Linked DNA regions of Hordeum vulgare: region 2 is linked to region 1. The links are chromatin contacts, called in public Hi-C maps. All regions are on one chromosome and are shown on one strand. The core of a region is the stretch at or near the end of the contact, and the rest is flanking DNA. Distances in the headings are between cores, read along the strand shown. Region 1 holds the start of LOC123446734 (glutamate decarboxylase 1-like). Region 2 holds the start of LOC123449211 (protein NRT1/ PTR FAMILY 8.3-like).

The links. A called contact is a pair of places that touch in the nucleus more often than the background predicts.
Region 2: a contact with region 1 is called in a Hi-C map of seedling, with 5 times the contacts expected there. The contact joins the promoter of LOC123449211 here to the promoter of LOC123446734 in region 1. A contact is called at or near these places in 3 of 6 Hi-C or Micro-C datasets (leaf and seedling).

The regions. Positions count from the first base shown.
Region 1 is chr4H:514,443,739-514,450,472 of MorexV3_pseudomolecules_assembly, forward strand. LOC123446734 (glutamate decarboxylase 1-like) reads right to left here and starts at 2,040. Exons shown (of 6, transcript XM_045123285.1): 1 at 1,757-2,040; 2 at 1,473-1,677; 3 at 1,196-1,396; 4 at 885-1,099; 5 at 481-787; 6 at 1-370. The coding sequence starts at 1,842.
Region 2 is chr4H:514,707,056-514,712,893 of MorexV3_pseudomolecules_assembly, forward strand. LOC123449211 (protein NRT1/ PTR FAMILY 8.3-like) reads left to right here and starts at 2,988. Exons shown (of 5, transcript XM_045126348.1): 1 at 2,988-3,248; 2 at 5,609-5,708. The coding sequence starts at 3,183.

The DNA of each region.
Region 1 (6,734 bases), core at 790-3,289:
TGGCCGGCAGCAGCCCCAGGGCGGGGGGCGTGAGCTTGGAGGGGAGCACGTCGAGCTGGGCCATGACGGTGTCGATGTCGATGACGAGGCGCTCGGCGAGGGTGCGGCTGAACTCCTCCCGGATGACGACGCGGAGCACGGTGACGTGCTGCGCGTCGGCCGGCATGGTGTAGGCCGGCACGATCCAGCCGAAGCGGCGCAGCATGTCGGAGATCTCGAACTCGTCGTGGCGGCTGTGGTCCTTGAGCGAGAAGGCCACCAGCGGCACGCCCTCGTCCTTGGACACGATGTTGAAGCGCCCCGTCTTCTCCAGTCCCTCCTTCACCACCATGGCGTTCTCCTGGCAGTTCTCCATGATGTTCCTGTACCCCTGCGTTGTTGCATGGGATGGAATGGATAGATCGTGTCAGTCAGATCACCCAACGGATGAACTCTCCTCCCCCGGCATGATGAATGTTTGAATTGGTGGTAGATGGGTACCTCGAAGCCGTGGCGGATGAGCTGGTAGTACTGCGCGATCACCTGGCTGGAGCCCTTGGAGAAGTTGAGGGTGAAGGTGGGCTGGTCGGTGCCGAGGTAGTTGATGTGGAAGATGAGCTCGTCGGGCAGGTCCTCCTTGCTGCGCCAGACGCACCAGCCGATGCCGGGGTAGACGAGGCCGTACTTGTGGCCGCTCACGTTGATGCTCTTCACCCACGGCAGCCGGAAGTCCCACTCCAGCTCCGGGTACAGGAACGGCGCGATGAACCCGCCGCTCGCCGCGTCCACATGGATCGGCGTCTCCCACCTGCAAAGAATTTACATTCAGCACACGAAATGACGCGACTCTGTTTCTTGTTTCAGCAGTCGCTCCTCTGCTCTTGTAATGGTATTACTGCTCTGACCCTGTCTGCTTGTTCTTGTCTTCGAGCAGGTCGTTGATGCGCTTGACGTCCTCGAACTCGCCGTTGAGCGTGGAGCCGAGGATGGCCGCCACGCAGATGGTGTTCTCGTCCACCATCTCCACCGCCTGCTCCGGGTCCATCACGTAGTACCCCTCCCGCAGCTTCACCTCCTTGAGCTCCACCTCAAAGTACCTCGCGAACTTCTCCCAGCAGACCTGCACGGACGTACAGTACGTGCCAAACGAATTAGTAATTCAATTGAAATGTGGGCATGGCTGGGCTTGTGAGTTCTCGGCTGTCGATATAATAACCTGGACGTTGGCGCCGGTGATGATGTTGGGCTTGTCGAACGGTTTCCCCTCTGCCTTGCGCTTGTTCTGCCACCTCCGCTTGAAGGCCAGCCCGGCCAGCATGATGGCCTCCGACGACCCCACCGTGCCCACGCCCACGGCCGTCTCCGACTCGCCCAGCGGCGCGTGGAAGAGATGCGCGATCATGTTCACGCACCGGTTCTGCGCCAATGCCGAAACAACGTCAGTACGCATAACAAGAGAAACAACGGCCCGGCTGGAAGCAGAGAATACGCACCTGGAGCTCGGTGGTGACCGGGTACTCGTCCATGTCGACGTAGTTCTTGTTGATGGAGGCCATGATGAGCTTGTCGCACTCGGGCTCCATCCACGTGGTCACGAACGACGCCAGGTTCAGCCGCGGGTTGCCGTCCAGCATCAGCTCGTCGTTGATGATCTGGTACGCCGCCTCCTTGGGGATCGAGTTCTCCGGCATGCGGTACCTGCACGCACGCACCAATCATTAGGCGATGAACACGCCATTAGGCAACGAACAAGAACAAGAGGCGCGCGCGCGCATACCTCGGGAGGGACGACCGGACATAGCGGGAGGCGAAGGTGGAGTGAACAGACACGTCGGTGTCCGAGGCGGCCCTGGAGAGCACCATGGCTGGCTGCTACTCGCTCTTGGCTCTGGAACTGCTTGAATCAGTCAGGCGCAATACGATGCGATGACTTTGGTGGTGTGTGCTATGGCGGAGGCGGCAGCCCGGGTATATATACGCGGCCGAGGGGGCGACGCGGGGGCGCAAACATGGAAGTTCTTGGGCAGGGGGGCAAGACGAGACGAAGGCCTTCCGTGGGGTGGTGCGTTTGCCATTGCCGCGCGCGCGCTCCCAAAAGGAAAAGGAAAGGTCAAAAGAGGAAGGAGAGGGTTGGTCTTGGTCAGCCTCGGGCCTGGTCCAGTGCTGCTACTATTCGTCTTGTGCCGGGAAATAGGCAGGAGCAGCACCAGCAGATCGTCACCTGCCTTAACTTTGTGGCTAGACTTGGACCTGTCCACTCCAATGCTTCAAACTCGTGTCAAACAACAGATCTTTTGGTCGAACAAAAATGTCAAACAATAATTCAATTCCTTGTTTTTTTAACACAGTACAGACGCAGGCATATCCTATCCCTATGAGCACCTTCGACAGACTGGACCGGCATATCATCTTGAGATTTTACCAAGGCATCTCGTCGTCATCGACATGAAAGTCTCCTTTCACTGAAAGTTATCGTCGAAAATTCTGAAATAAATTCAGAAATGATACAAGCATCAGATGGGTTGAAGATATCAATGCCCTTCTAACCATTCAATAATAAATTGGTTTGCCCCGCTTACATTGTTGAGGTATATACTTGTGATGTCCGTACACGCCGAGCACGGGCAGAGTCGGTCTTCCATGGAACAAAACCATGGGCAAAACAAGGTGCACATCGATCATATCTAACATGACATACGCGACTCTCTCGCGTGCGTTTGGGCCATTTCCCCCTCTGGGTGCAGTGACCGCGTCCAGCACCGACCGACGTCCCTGCCAGCCGCGGGTTTCCCTTTTCCTTTCCCGGACCAGGCGAAACCGCCGTCACCAGTCGCGCCTCCCCGCGGCGCGTCTTGCCGTCCAAGAGAAGGGAGTGGATTCCTCCCCCTTTCCCGTCCCTCGTGCCCACCGACTCGCGCCGTTCCTGGTTCCCACCGCTCGCCGTCTTCAACGCGCAAGAGCAGGCGCGTATGCATGCAAGTTTTGGAAGGGCTCGACTCGACATGCATACATACTGTATATGTTGACCTCCACACATTACGGAGCAAGGCATAGAAAATGTCCAAACCCATGGTGTTCTTGCTCTTCTAATTGCGTGCCTAACTGATACTACTAGGTTAAAGGTTATATACGTACCCTCTTGATGCTCTATTTTAGGCTAACAAAACCCCATTTTCTGTCGAAATAACAGTTTAATGCTGCTAGGCAGTAGCACTCTAGCAGATAGCACGACGTGACGTACGTGCTCAAATCAAGATGAAGAATTCCCTGCCGCACAACCAGAACCAGCAACATCGCCCGCAGAAAACTTCGGTGGTTCCGTGTGAAGCCACCGAAAGGGGCATCGCCCGTACAAGTTACGAATCATGCAGCTCCCGATATTGTCGCTGGAGTCTCAGAAAGAAGAAGGAAGGGACGCGGCTACTGGTAGTAGGCAGCAGCCGAATAAAATCATCCAGGGGAGGTGCCAGCGGTTTTCCGGTTCAGTTTACAACTGGAAGAAACATTCTACGGCACCGCGCCGCGTCTGCCTGCCGTCCCCAGTTGGGGCTTGAGATCAGGTTGAATTGCTGGTGTGCATCGTCGTTTGCTTCTTGCCAACAAGCAAGGAATCCGAGGACTTTTTTGCGCTCCGTTTGGCTTGAACCGACCGTGTCGCTTCAACCTTTTCTGGACTACATCTCATCTCATGGTCGCGCCCTTTTTTGGTGAAAAGTAATACTTTTTTTTTGATTTGTTTTTTAGGGGTATCATTAAGCTTTATTATTCAAAATTCATGTGACGTGGAATAAAAAAGGATCATGGATTGAACCAACCGGACATGTCGCCCCTCATTGATAGAATGAGAAAACAAGTCCAACTGTAACCTAACTTGTACATAATATTCGACACATCGGTGAAAAAGTTCGACGAAACTAAAACCTTGGGTTATGGCAAACACTGATGAAGGATTTGTTGGCACAACATGGATGCTTGAAGGCGTTGTTGCAGGAAGTCAAGCCAGCTAAGATGGAATCATCATGTTATGGATGGAGATTCACGGAAGACGATTTTGAAGCCTCGAGCGTGTCATACAGTCGATAAGTTCGGCTGGGTCGGACTCGACAGTCTGACGAATCGACGCAAGTCAGTTGATACAGAAGACGGTGGTTGGATCGACGACGACGACATAGGAGTGTGATGCTGATGGTGACCGACTTCTGGGCGTGGAAACACGTAGCGTAGGCCCGGAGGGCTTGTGTGGCTTCAACAAGACTATGACGCGGGGTTGCTTCAAGACGGTGCACATGAGAGCTTGAAGTCGACGGGGCGCGAGGGTGGATTGATCATCTAGCATGGAGTCATGTTGAAGGTGGAGCTGGAGTATGGAGGACTTCACTCGGTGTTGATTGAGAGGCTACGACGTAAGTGCATAGAGAGTCGAAGCCTATTTAGTGGGAAAAAAGCGAGTGACACACAATTCGGACTCGAGCCCAGTGGTCTGATGGAAGCGTGAAACTCGTCATTGATCGGTCATGCTCGGTGGTACTCTACAGTGGGGGTTGAGTGGTGTGGGTTCACGACCCTTGAGACTTGACTGGGACAACGGAGGCTTGACGCGGTAATAGCGATGAGGCGTGCGGTACACACGGGCATGGGGACGGGCTAGGGCACTGGTGGTCATACATGTGGTGAGACGACTACAAATTTGACTCGAGATGGCGACAAGCAATGGCAAAATTCTTTCAAGCTTCAGACAGGCGGTCAAGAAAGAGCGGTGATATTGAGTTCGGGTAACTCTTATGTGCGAGACCCAATATGTGAGTTGTTCACTTTCATGCAGGTCACTGATGGGCGTGTGATGGTGTTGGATAATCTGAAAGTTGGGAGAGAAAACTAGAGTAATGTGGAACTTAATTTCGCTCGAGCGTTGACTGTGGTCCAGAAAAGAAGGGACTACAAATTGCGGGTGGAGTCATATGGAGTCTTTGGAGTAGCAGCGGTTCTCATTGGATAAGTTCAAGTCCAATGTACATGAAAGTTCGACGCACGAACGAATTCAAGGTGGTGGAGAATATTCGTCAAGGTGGAGTTTGTTAGAGTTGTGTTGAATATTTTGCACAAGATAGATTACAGTTGGACTTGTAGTTGTATTGTGTTTAGATATGATTGTTTAGATAGGATATGGAGTCGTGTACAAGCAGGACACCTGTATCCTAGGCCTCTCATATATAGCGGGGCTAGACACACGATGTAATCTATGCCAACATAATATCACTGGCGTGCAGGGGGAGCCGACGATGTGTACCGACGCCTAGGTGCGGTATTGTGACGGTGTCACGGGGAGGAGCTCCCGTAGTCAATGCCCCGCGGACGTAGCCATATCGGTGAACCTCGTTAACAAATCTCGGTGTTGTGTTCGTGTGTTTGCAACAAGGCTGCGATATATATATATATATATATATATATATATATATATATATATATATATATAGTCCGTCTATTTTGCTAATATTAGCAGAATAGTTATTCTGCTAACACTTTTCAACTGCACGTTCAACGGTAATGCACTACATCATTTTCAAAACAAGCACTCGAGCGTGTCACGAGAAAAAAAAACTTCACACGCATTTCTCACACCGTTTTGGCTCTAGTCTTTAAATTGTTTGTCGGAATAAGACGTATAATATACCGTTGGATTGCTACAGAAAATCCCCATGTCGAACATTTTTCACGATTCCTCAAGGCTTAAAAGCAGTTTAGAAAATGGTGGGCGCATGACGGGCTGCAGCGAGTGTATTTTTACATTTTTTTTCTAAATCACTCGTCGGAATGAAGCAAATGATATGGATTTGGAAAGATATCGTCGAGACGAATCTTTTTCATGTAATTCCAAATTTCAAATACCTTACGGTTTGAGAGTAATTTCAAATCTACTAAAAACAGAATTATGTTTTTTTGTAATTTTTTGTTTTTTGGGACAGTTTTTGCTGCAGCTTTTAAACCATCCCACGGAACGAGGTGTATAATACGGTGTTGAAAATCTGCAAAATATGCGCAACTTTCATATGTTGGCCATTTTGAAATTAAGGAAATTTGTTACGGTTTAAGGCACTTTTGAAATTAAGGAAATGCAGATACTATGTTTTTCGTGACACCAAAGTCGACGCATGAACCGCATGAGACCGAAAAGTGCACTTCTTCACGTTCAAGACCACACTCCATCCAACGGGCACGTAAATTGCATGATTTTCTTTTTTTTTCTAACTCTTTTATGAACGAGAGTGGACCTCGGAGACGAGGGCAAGTGAACCATACTGCATCACAGAGGAGAACGCACTTCTTTGGACTAAATGATTTTTTGCTCATTTCTGTGACTTTTTATAATGAGTGTGGAGCACAAAGACGAGGGAACCGCACTACATTGTCATCAAAGGGGACTGCATGTTGTTTGACTATTCTCTTCTATTTAGGCGTGGGCGTTCAGTCTAATCGAACCGATCGGTTCGGTTTTCTAGGTCACAAACATTTTCGGTTTCTTAAAACATGCACACCGATCGGGTCATGCATACTTAGGTAATTGATTTTTTTTAAAAGCGAAAAATCGGTTCGGACACCCATTTTGACCGAAGTAGCCAAAGTCCAGTACTAGTACGGGACAATGCAAAAGGTTTGTCCTAGCTGTCTTTTATACTTTTCCCTACGGGAAACGTTCCCTTCGGCGCGCCGGCGGAACCGACGCGCCGGTCGCTCGTTGTCTCGCGTGGGGCATGCAA
Region 2 (5,838 bases), core at 1,738-4,237, 260 kb after region 1:
TTTCTGTGTCGCAACCTCGCCGTGCATCAGAAATGACCCGGCCAAGATCATCAGCGGGCTCATCTGGTTCCCGTTCTTCATCCTGATCTTCTGCTTCATTGTCTTCCATTGCGGTATCAGCATACTCAGGGAACATAGATCGGTAGTTGTCATCATCGTTCTCTTCTTCATCGTCGTCTTCCATCATAACCCCTCTTTCTCCGTGCTTGGTCCAAACATTATAGCCCGACATATAACCGGACCGAAGCAGGTGGCTCTGAATGACTCTTGAGGAAGTGTAATCCTTCTCATCCTGACATTGAACACATGGACAAAACATATAGCCATCACCATGTTTGTTCGCATCGGCTGCATCTCGAAAAGAATGCACGCCTTCTCTGTAAGCGGTTGTGCATCGATCACGGTACATCCATGGATGGCTTATCTGCGTTATACGACAGTATATCAAATACAATCACGATTCTAAAAATTAGTACTGCACGGTCTAAACGAGGAAATATAGTTGCTAACCTTTTAGAATAAGTAGAAATAAAGAGGAAGAGGTTTAAGCGTGGCTTGGACATCTCATATCGTAGTTGTGTTCGGTGAACTGAAGCGACATCGCTCTAACACACATTTCAACAAACACCTCTAGTACATCCAAGAAAAATGGAGAGATAGCACACACCCACACTCTTCCATTCAAGAAAAATGCAAGGAAGGGGGGAGAGGGGGTTGTGGCCAATATATATAGGCAGAGGACTTTAGTCCTGGTTTAAGACACAAACCGGGACTAAAGGTGGCGCACATGTGGGCTGCACACCGGTAGCCCTTTAGTCCCGGTTTGAGACACAAACCGGGACTAAAGGCTCCTTACGGGCCGGGACCAAAGCCTCATGGACGGCATTGCGATTTGGGGCGACGTGGCCGGGCCTTTAGTCCCGGTCCAGAGGGAGGCCGGGACTAAAGGGTCCAGGCAAAAGGCCCGTTTTCCACTAGTGAGCAGCTAGAGTCTTGCGTCGACTTCGCCGTTGTCGAAGTTGTGGGCGTAGCTGACGTAGTCGTACATGAAAGTCCTGCACGGAGGCGCCTCCGAGCGGGAGGCCGGCGCGGCCTAGGAGGCGGCTCACCGCGACGCGTGCTTTATAGAAGACGTGCCGGAGCGTCACGCGGTAGTGGCACCCGAGCACGACGACCTCGTCCTTGCTCATCTCGAGCCCATACAACAGTCCAACAATCCAACAATGTTACACTGGTGATGGATAAGTACAGGTACACTTCGGTGAACGGAAGTTTGAGACTCATCATCATCAGCAAGGATTGCCTTGAAGCTAGTATCTCTAGAGGGCACAACCATCGGCTTGAGAAGAAGAAAAACCCAACACCTTCGTTAAGAGCATCTCCAACGGGAGTTCAAGAAAGATCTCGCACGTTAAAAATCAATGTTCTTGTGCGCGACAAAAAACAATGCTCCAGCAAATATTGTAAAATAGAGCGTACATAAAAAAGGTCAGCGCGCGGTAAATGTTGGGTGTGCTATCTACCGGAGTGCATATTTGAGACGTCGGATTATGCGCGTTGTTCGCTGCAGGTGAGGGCGTCGGATCGGACGCCATATTTTACAACGTCTATTGAAGCAAACGTTCTCCAACGCACTAAAAACGTTATTTCGGCGCTGAATAATGTTTTTAGCGAGCGGTTGTTGGAGATGCTCTAACAAATCCCAAATAAATCAGGGACGAAATAGCTCCCAAGTTTCCCAACACCTCGATCCTTACGCACCCGCGCGTCGGCCGCCTGACGCTTCCTATGTTCCCTGGCGGCGACGGTCAATCTAATGCGGGTGAGCACCGTGCTCAAGAGCGACGGCGAGGAGATCTGGTACTCGTTCATGACCTAGCCGATGGGGTCCTTGTTGCCCGCACACTTGTAGGTGAGGTACCACGACAGCGGCCCCTGCGACACGACATCATTCTCCGACTCGTCCCCCTCTTCTCGTTCTCTTCTCTCCCCTGCTTCTTCTTCCTCTGCTCTTCCCCTTTCTCTTCTTTGCTCATTGTCACACATGACGCCATGACCGCCTCGGAAGGTCACCTCGCCTTTACGGTTGAAGAAACTACGAACCGATCGCCTGAATGAAATCATGACATCGATGTGCATCTTTTTCGTATAGACTTTATCTCAATTCAAAGTACTGTTGTGTAGATTAGAAGGGACGAAGAAAATGGGATTAGGGAGGAGTTTAGTGGAGGGAGAAGAAACCACGCCCAAAGCTTGCATCCCTATTCTCTCGTGCAAGGGGACCCAGCACTAGCGCTAGAGGTGGCTCGACTCAGCCCGATTCGCTGAAAACTGTCGATTTGACCGTTCATAGTGAAGTTGGCTGAGGAGTGCTTAAGTTTCGTTCGGACTAACATTTGTATGCGACCCGACCAACCAAACAGCCCAAAAACATCTCGTGCGGGGTCTGGTCGGGCCTGGTACAAGCAACCAAGCGCATCCTAAATGCATGTCATCTCGCTTACTTTGTTTTTTTTTTCTATTTGTATGCTATTCGTATCCTATAAATCGGAGGAGGCCTTAGTATAAGACTGTCCATAGTGGGAGTAACTTTACTAGTAACATCGGGTCCAACTCGGTAAATTCGCTTATGTGACAATGATTTAATGAGGAAAGAAATGAGTAACATAGCTAGTTATTCATACTATGGAAAACATCACACATATCAAAACAAGACGAGTCTATAAGCTAAAAAAATAAAGTGTTGTATGACATCACATATATGTTACCCCTTTATGAAGGTAGTAACATAGACTAGTAACATAGCATGTTGGTAGTTGAAGTTAATCCCCATTATGACTAGTCTAACAGTATGACATAGCAAGTTCGGGGCATTCACTAGGAAAACCCTCACATGAAACGTTCACAAGATAACATTAATTAGAAAGTTTTGCAATTACATAAGTTTGAGAGGGCATGTATGCAATACACTAATAGAATGAAGACTAATGGCTACTCTGCCGGAGGCAGCAGCAGAGATTATCTTTGTTGCTTCGCCGTCGCCTCCTCTCTGGCTTCAGTAATTAAGTAAAGGTGGTGGTTGCACAAAGTCTCCAAATAAGCAGGAGTCAACTCACCGTTCATCGAGCATTCCAAGTTTTATTCGAAGGGAAACAGCCCTCGGAGCTTCCCAAGCCGCATTCATGGGTTCGTCGCTAGGGGAAGAGGAGGAGGAACGGATGCTGCTGGTGCGCGCGACGCCGCCGGAGGTACTCCCGTCTTCTCATCCCCCCTCCATGAAATTTCTAGTCGTTCTGCTTGCTTGTTCCATCAAGATTCAAGAATCCCGAATAGGGTTTGGACTTTGGATTTCCCCAATCCCCTTTAAGCACTCCCCAGCCAGGTTCGCTAGGAACGGCCGAATCGCTTTAGGATTGCGGTATACACCCCCCCCCCCCCCCCTTTTTTTTATCGAGTTTCTGATATAGTATCCCGTAATTGGATGTAGTATATGGATTATATTGGAGGCTTGGAGCACGCAATTCTTCTGAGGCCTGCAGAATTATTGACTTGTACAGATTATACCACTTAAAATCGAAGTTGAGCAAATTATTTTTCCTAAAATTAATATTTGCTGTTCGAAGTGAACTTCGCTGATGTTCTTGCTTGTTAGGTCGGATGGTTAATTTGACTGGTAGGTTCTTTGATGGTTTGGTTGAAAGCGATGGAATAGAATGCGATAAACGTGTTTGACTGGAAGGTTAAGGTTGTGATCGTTATATTATGGATTGCTGTCTTTTCAATCAACTTATCTGCGGGGAGAAACTTCTAATATTGATCAATGGGCTATTCCAGATTACTACGTAATGAAAGTAGAACATTCTAAAGTTTGGAGTTATATGCATCTAGGATGAAAATTGGATATCGGATTACTGTTGTTTTATCCAAAATGATTGTCAATTTTTTTTATGCTATACTGTTTTATCCATAAAAAACACTATAAAGTGACAATCGGACGTACACTGTCTCTCTATCCAGTTGTCATATCTGAACTATTGGATCCATTTCCAATCTATCGAAACATGTAATGACTCCCTACTTTGTGTTCTTGGAAAATATACTCTTTTAGTACTAGAATTCTTAAACTGTAGCTGCAGTAATCTGTACTTGAGTAACAACCAGGAATTGCTCTGTGAAATGTTCAACTCTTTAGACTGGTCATTCATTTTGGAAAATAATGTACTCCATAACATTTATGAAGTTGAAAATTTGCTCCATGGCTGGAATTTTCCAGATGGATAACTCTTTGGTCTGAGCATCTCAGAATTTTTTTTCCCACTTCATGCATTTTTTCTCAAGGATATATGCCTTGTGCATACATACATGCTCCTAAACTATCAAGCATGTTGGGAGCTCTTTTTTGCACGTTTGAATCTACATTTATTCTGAATGCACAATGTTTTTTTCCTTTACTTTTTGAGTTAACACAAAGCTTTGTATATCAATGCACTGATAGATGGGAAAAGTATTTACATGGTTACAAGTATCCAGTCACAACAACCACCTGTGCCACAGCCTTAAGCGCTAAGCTCCTCCATTACTGATGCTTGGAGTCTAGTCACTTCTGCTCAGATACACAACCTTGCCTCCTGTGGCCTAGTGGCACAAGCCGATGAACGCGTCTCCAATGGCAGGAGGGCACCCAGTCAATCAGATCCATGAGAGCACCTTGTTCCACAATGGTGTCCCATGGAAGCTAGGGCCCTGTCCAGAGAAACCCATTTAGAATCTTGTCAACATGTTTTTGCACCTTCTTGTAGATTCGGGGCACCATAAGCTAGCAAAGTGCATAGTCATCAACAATGATTTGACCAGGACCAGTCATCATGCCTGCTTTCCAGTATGTTAGGCGGCCTGCAAACCAATCCACCAGCTGCCTAGAAGGCTTGCTGGGTAATTTGCGAACCATCACTGGGATCCCTAGGTACTTCACCAGGAAGGTGGTAACATGGCATCCCATTATCCTTCTTGTTATATGTTCATGCTGTCCTTCTGAGACTAATCTGGGAAGAAATCTGTCCGTATGAAAATAAGGACAAAGTTCCTTCTTATTCTGCGTGTGCTAGTTCTACTTCTAGTACAATTATTGATCAGTAATTTGATAAGGATCAATACAATGTACATGATGGTATTAAATGTGTCTGAACAACATATGATGATCATATGGACACCTCCTAGGACATCATCTCATATTGATTCTGAGAAAATCAGGCATCCTCTGCTGTACTAGTTTTAGGAAACATGCTTTACATAATTGATCACTATGAGAATGCTGGGTCATATGTTCTGCAATTAATTGTAGTGATCTATATTAGATTTATTTTATCTGTGGGGTCAATTATTATTTTTCAGTGAGGCAAATCATTTTTAGAAATGCAAATATTCACGTTGTCACACTGTCACAGGCTCACAACCTCTGCCAATGTATGTGTTCTTTTCGTTTCGCGCAACAGCTTTTTCATGGTTACATTTTCTGCTGACTTCGATGGAGCTATGAAAAGCTTCTACTTGTCAAATGATTTGTAGATCAACCATTAACAACTTGTTTTATTCACAAAACTTTTCACAGAACTTTGATGAATACACAGGCGATGGCTCAGTTGATTTCAGAGGTCACCCTATTTTAAAGCACAATACAGGCAACTGGAGAGCATGCTCATTGATTCTTGGTAATAATTCATTGAGAAATCTCCATTAGGGAGTAATGTAACGCTCTTGTTTGTTTGGGACAAAACCATTAAGATTCCTGTGAGACCATCTTTAAGAAAATATATTCTTTGTTGACTTGCAAAACTGTAA